Linked DNA regions of Arachis hypogaea: region 2 is linked to region 1. The links are chromatin contacts, called in public Hi-C maps. All regions are on one chromosome and are shown on one strand. Each heading gives the region's core, a stretch centred on a gene start, on an enhancer-like site or on the middle of the called end of the contact. The rest is flanking DNA. Distances are from core to core; before and after follow the strand shown. Region 1 holds the start of LOC112766797 (ubiquitin-activating enzyme E1 2). Region 2 overlaps LOC112766678 (amino acid transporter AVT1I-like).

Region 1 (3,360 bases), core at 564-3,063:
TAATTTCCCTCAACAACTTGTGTGGCTTCTGACGGATCACCAGCATTGTATAGAGTAGTTGTTACGTGGTCATTACCCTTGTGTACATACTTAAACAGATACTTAATAGAACTTGTTTGGCATGTGTATTCCACATTTATGTGGCACTCGAACTTGAGCAACAATTCTGGATTATACGGAACAATGAACTTATTGTCTAGTACACATTTCTTTTCTTTACTGTTCGACTGTTATCAGTACGCCTATATTTGGAAAATTCGGTCTCATCAATGAGTGTTCACTGTCTAAACTCTTTAGGATAGAACTTTGAACATGATCCATTCTTTATGCAAGGTGAATTCTTGTTGTACGGACCACATGGACCATATACCATGTAATTTTGAATAGCTCCATGTAGATTTGGCCTTTTATTTTCATGAGGAATCTCAACTGTTATAGATTTGGCCTTTCATTTTCACGTCAATTTCAGAGAGGAGAGGAGAGAAGTGTGGGAATGGGAATGGGTTACGGGCTTAAGTCGCTGGGGATTCAGTTTTTTTTTTTAAGTCAAAACGGCACCGTTTGGAGGAGTTATTAACAAACCGAAAACCCTTTAAAAAAATCAACCAGTTCTAACGGTTCACCGATTAATCACATATACGACCGGTTTTGTAATGAGTTTTCTTGTCAGACGATTTACTCATAACATCTGTTAAGTCATTTTTAAATTTTATAAAATTATTTATAATAATTACAAAAAGTGCTCATAATAAAAAATTTCAAAATTTTATAAAAATATTTTATTTAAAAATGTTAATAAAATCTTAGTTGTAGTCTGTTTCAAAATAAATAATTATAATAATATTAGTATTTTATACAACAACCCATACAAAAAAAATTTAAATTTCATACAATATTTTTTCGTTCATTTTTAATAGCTCATAAATACAAAAAAAATATTGTACAGAATTTAAATTATTTTTGTATTAATTTTTATATAAAATACCCATAACATTATAATTATTCAGAAGTTGCATATAATTCGAACCTTATGAATTTAATTTACTACGTATTTACCTAAATCGAATTTATTCAATTCGATTTATATAGAGATGCAAATTCGATTTATTTAATTTAATTTATTTTTGTATGTGGTATGATTTGATTGAAAGAGCAACAATTTATAATTTTACCTAACATCAATAAATGTAAATTATGATTTGATTCTTCTATAATTTTATCTAGCATCAATAAAATTTCACTATCATTGGTTTTTTAAAAAAATTAAAATCTAAAACGATGGTTAAAAATAAATAAAGAGGATAGATTTAATTCTTCTATAATTGTATGCGTTTTTTTTTCTGATTTGCGTTTTTATCACAATCTACAAGTTCTATGTTTTATAACTTAACGATAATTCATATATAGTATATAAATAAATTTAATTAGAATAAATAATAATTTATTTATTTTATTTTAGACTTTATAAATGAAAAGACTAATTCACCAATATAACGAATTATGATTAATGTAATATAATTAATTAAGTAATATAAATTATTATAAATTATATTAATTATATTAATATTTAAAAATTTAATCAAATTAATTAGTTGATATAATTAAGTCAGTGCAATAAATTGTATTGAATGAGTTAAAATAATTAAATCAGAAAACACTCTCTAAAGTATGCCACGTCAGTTTCATCATTAAGTGCAGACATCCGATTTTTATATAATAGAATAGATAGTAAAAATTTGTGAGTTTTCATGATGTTTAATAGTTTCAGGTAAGAAATTTTCGCATATGGAGGCAAAACCACCACCTGTCTATCAGAACCCTAGCGAAACATATTTCTTATATTATTTTCTATTGGAACCAAAAGTCCAAAATGCCCCTAACTACTTCACCTCTTCTTATACAAACCCCCACTGCCCCTTATACACGCACCCGTTCTCATCATTCCTAAAAGCAAAACCCTCAAAAATACAGAACCTAACAAAAACGCAATCGCACTCTACAAAAATTCCTACCTCCGATTCTCACCTTAACATCACAGATTCCATTCTTCTCTTCTTCTGCTTCTCCCAAGTTCCAACTGGTACGTTCCTTCATCTTCCTTTCATTCCATTTCCACACTCGAAATCTTCCATTTTCATTTTTTATTTGCTTGCTTCATCGCTTTGCATTCGAATCAAGATGCGACAGTTATTAGGGTTTTGGCTCTTAGCGTTGTTGCCTCTGATAATATCGTACTTCATCTCGCGAGATCTTCTCGCCGATCATTTTATTTCTAACTCGTTTGATTTTTCCCTCTTTGTGAAAATCTCCATCGTCGTTGTTGTTTTCGTTGCTGGTGCTGTTGCCTTTATGGTGCGATTTCGGTGTGGACGCGCGTGTAGCAGATTACTGCACTATATGCTTCCAAGAAAGAGACCTAGCGAAGGAGAGGTTGTAGAAGAAGGGACTGAAAACAATAACAACAGCAGCAACAACAGCGGAAGCAACAGCGGCGGCGGCGTTGTAGGTGGTGGTGCTGCTGCGGCCTCATTTCACAAGAAGTGCCGGATCGGGAGCCTAACTGCCTGCTCGCCCTCTGGTGCTGCCGAGGATTCGGCGGTGAACAACACTGACCGGAGCAGAGACGACAAGAACAGCGGCAGCAGCAACAACAGCATAAGCGTCGGAGGAGGACCGTCAGAAATGGCTTTGGGAGATTCCAACCCGCCGGAGATCGATGAGGATCTCCACAGCCGTCAGCTTGCGGTGTACGGACGCGAGACCATGAGGAAGCTCGTTGGTTCCAATGTCCTTGTTTCAGGGATGCAGGGTCTTGGCGTTGAGATCGGTAATTGTTACTTTCAGATTTGAGCGATCTATCAATTTGATTTGCTCTGATATTGTTGCTTGTTGAGTGAATGTTTAGTGCCTATTTTGTTGTGTTTGCAAACTTAATACTTGATCTTGATTTTGTCTGAATAGATTTTAGTGAAATGTGATTTTGAAGTGAAGTTAGGAACCTTCTATTTGAGAAGATTTGTCAAAATTAAAGTTTTTGGTATAGCACCCAACACCATGGTTCGACAGCAGAATCAATGTCAAATGACAAATGAAACTCAAAACCAAATATGATAAGAGTATATCATTCTTGAACTATTAAACTTATGTGAGAGCAATTCTAACATCCTTCTAAACTTGCTATTGGATTATCAGATGTTTGCTGTTCAAGATGTTTATATATATGATGAATGGAGTTTGTTGTTAAATTCTTCAGGGTTTTAGTAGACTGCTATTGAATTGGTTGTAAACTTGTAATCGGAAACTCACACAAATACTAAAATGATTTTATACGAATATACAATGACCTAGGGGGCAGCATGT
Region 2 (3,383 bases), core at 606-3,105, 130 kb after region 1:
TGTGTTAGCACGTTCTCTACGTATTGATCCTATATATTTGATATGTCCATTAACATATAAATATACTAAAAATGTCCATTTCCATTCCAAACACCATATACTCTCCATAAAAAAAAAAAAAAAAAAAAAAAAAAAAAACAGCCGTCAAATTTATCCACCCCTAGATTTACAACATGAAATCCTACTCTCAGAATTATGTACTTTAAGTCTTTAAGTATGTTTACTTACTGTACTGTCAAAAAGATACCAAAATAAATCACAACAAAAACATTTACAATGCAAAAAATAATCAGCATCAACACGAATATTATTTTCTGTCATATGAAATTCATATTAACACTATGCCTATATTTTTAATCTAAAATAGATTTAGTTTTATATAAATATAAATAAAACCGGTGAATGATAATATAAAAATAAAAATTTTAGTGTTTCTTAAATTCTAAATCATAAATATTAAATAATAAATTCTAAATTCTAAATGTTAAACTCTAAATTCGAGCCATTGATATAAAATAATAAATAAAAAACTAAAATTTATTAAATTAAAAAGGATTACAACACCCTTTACTTAATTTGGGGCCAACTTATTTTGTCAAATCCACCTAAAAAAGGTTAGGTCTAAACCATCAATAATGAATAAGTAATCAAATTCATCCTTAAAAAATTATTCGTTTTTGGAATTGGTTATCAAAAAATTTTTTTAATCAAATTCGTTTTTCAAATATTTCAAGTTAATCATGTTGATTATTCGTTACTTCTTTTATTTTTTATTTTTTACCAAAGATAGGAGACTCGAACCCGCAACCTATGCCATTTGAGCTATAACTCATTGGCTCGTTACTTCTTTTATTGATGATGTTAAAATTGACTGATATTACATAATAAATGATACTATATCAATATTACACGACTATTTATTCATCAATAACTATAGGTCCAATCCCCCAATATAAAAAATATCCTATTACTGTCCATATTCAAGATTATTTCGTAACCCAAAAATCTAATTTACGGAAAGACATTTTCTTTTTTTTTTTTTTTTGGTTTTATACATTACACAACATACATTCACTCATACAAACACTCCTGCTACTAACATGGGTTTTATATTTTTTATTGAGGAGTGAGACAGATGATACTGCCATTAGGTTTCGGCTGTCTAAAAAGATTTTTTTTTGTTTTTTACACCACATACCCATATACACTCATATACACTGCTACTATTATCTTTCTATAGCCTCTTGAGCTTAATGAAGGTTCGAATCTTTGTGCAGCTCCTTGTGACATAGCAAATTCTGCCATTAACTCCAATAAAAATCCAAAAATTGGCTTAGAAAAAAGAAAAAAGAAACGGTCCAACGAAAAGTGGGCCTTTAAAGCCCATACTTACAAAATGGACAATAAAAAATATTTAAAAATGTTGCTAATAATCATCTCTTCTCTTTTTCTTTTTTTAAGCAATTTTGTAAGAGTCTAAAAGACGAAGTTCACCTCAGTCTTTATTTTATAGTATTCAATTCCAGCGACTCAAAACTCAATATTTGACCGATTACTTAGATTAAATCTTAAGGGAGATTTCCGAAAAAGTAACCCAAAATTCCTTATAGAAAGAATTAAAGATAGATGGCTCTCTTCCGAGCAAACAGGATACCAAAAAAAAAAAAAAAAACTGTCAGAATTAACACATGACTTTAGACGTGATGAAATCGGAAGTATAAAGCAATCCGAACCCGACTCTTCTGAATCATTATTTGACTATTCTGCAAAATAGAGGAAACGTGTCATGCCCAAAGGTATGACAGCAAATTTCATCACATGTAGAAAAAAAAAAATCATCACTGTAGCGTTGGCCCATCTATTTGGTTGAATCATAGTACTAGAACGGATGGGAATAGAATAGAAGATGAGCTGGCCTGTTTGGAAGATGCCTCTACCAACATTTGTAACTTTGAAATAATCTTGGATTAATTTAGTAATTAATTTATTAATTTATTTAAACAAGTATTAAGAGTTTAAATTTTGTGCATATAATAATTAATTAATTTACAATAAATTTTTAAATAAATTTTAAATTTATAATTAATCAGTTTTTAGTTTGTCGAATTATGCCATACTATAAAAAACAAAACAAAAAATATTTATAACTTAGGTAACTTGAATGATTAACTGAACTTACTCTTCAACTTAAATAAGCCTTAGAAGTTCTACTCCCGCTTTATAAAAATAGTAATTGAAGTCTAACGACAAACCCCTTAAAAAGAATTTTGATCCCCTATAGGGTAATCATTAATTTATCGGCATCAACAACAGAGGGAAAAAAACATATGTAGCTTAGTCTTTTTGACAGTTTGAATACCTCTAATTGATTGAAATTCTCTTCCCGGAAAAAAAAATAAAAAAGAAAAAGAAAACAATAACTACCTATGCTACTCTTCGATTTATTTATTTTACATTAATCTCGAGTGCATTCAATAGGAGACCACATGGTTTAACCAAACTTCCAAATGGATTACTTACGATACATGATATATGTAAGTAATCTCAGTATTTTTTATTTTAAAAAAAAAGTACAAATGGGGAATTACAACTATAAATGCCTAATTATTTCTAAGAGGGAAGTGTAAGTTCCAAATGCTGCAATTGCAACTCCTACTAACACTATGGAATAATTGACGATCATTTCACATCCCAATTTCCCATAAGTTCCAGAAATCTTCAAGTAGCAAACACATGGCACTAGGAATGAAGCAGAGACACTTAACAATGCACCAACAAGGGACATTAGGTACCCAAAAAATGGAACAGTGAGTGCAACAACAACAGTGGTGAAGAGCAATATGCTACTAATTAGTATATGTGTGAGCTTTGGCCTTTTGTTGTAGTGTGATGGAAGCACGTTTTTTGTGGCATCCACAATTGGCCTTAGCATCAGAGCATATTTGGTTATGGGGTTAACCAAAGTTGTGTATATCGCCACTTTTGAACTCAGTTTTTCTTTTGGAAGGTTCAGAGTTATTTCTGATTCAACCTCTGATCCAAACATTAAGTATCCCAAAACTGCTGTTGCTGCATATACTAGAGTGCACAATGTGAAGCACACCAGCAACACCTGTAACAAATTAAAGTAAATGATACATGTAATAACATATAGTTAGGTGGGTTTGGAATTTTAAAACGTGCAAGATGGGCAGAGTACTTGGAAAATTTTGTCTCCTGGAATAAATGAATAATGTTAGCTTCTACTAAGTCTTGAACGAAAAAATATACCAATTTAGTGACTCTATCTTGACCAAATCGATTTTAATAATTATAATGTCAATTCACTTACATGGAGATATTCACTAAACAATGAGTTAAGTAAGAACTATTAGTTAAGTAAT

What was found. Hi-C and Micro-C count contacts between places; a contact is called where the count stands out from the background.
Region 2: a Hi-C map of an unstated tissue shows a contact between it and region 1, with 4 times the contacts expected there. The contact joins the enhancer-like site here to the promoter of LOC112766797 in region 1. A contact is called at or near these places in 5 of 8 Hi-C or Micro-C datasets (leaf and an unstated tissue).

Annotation. Positions count from the first base shown.
Region 1 is chr17:25,858,701-25,862,060 of arahy.Tifrunner.gnm2.J5K5, forward strand. It overlaps LOC112766797 (ubiquitin-activating enzyme E1 2), which reads left to right and starts at 1,814. Exons shown (of 7, transcript XM_025812695.3): 1 at 1,814-2,080; 2 at 2,385-2,827. The coding sequence starts at 2,398.
Region 2 is chr17:25,993,101-25,996,483 of arahy.Tifrunner.gnm2.J5K5, forward strand. LOC112766678 (amino acid transporter AVT1I-like) reads right to left here. Exons shown (of 3, transcript XM_072222618.1): 3 at 2,422-3,112. The coding sequence ends at 2,591. Among protein-coding and RNA genes, the nearest start is that of LOC112767180, 6.4 kb to the left of the region's middle. Within about 2 kb of position 1,856, at least 3 of the 3 cell types and tissues checked have open chromatin away from gene starts, as enhancers often do.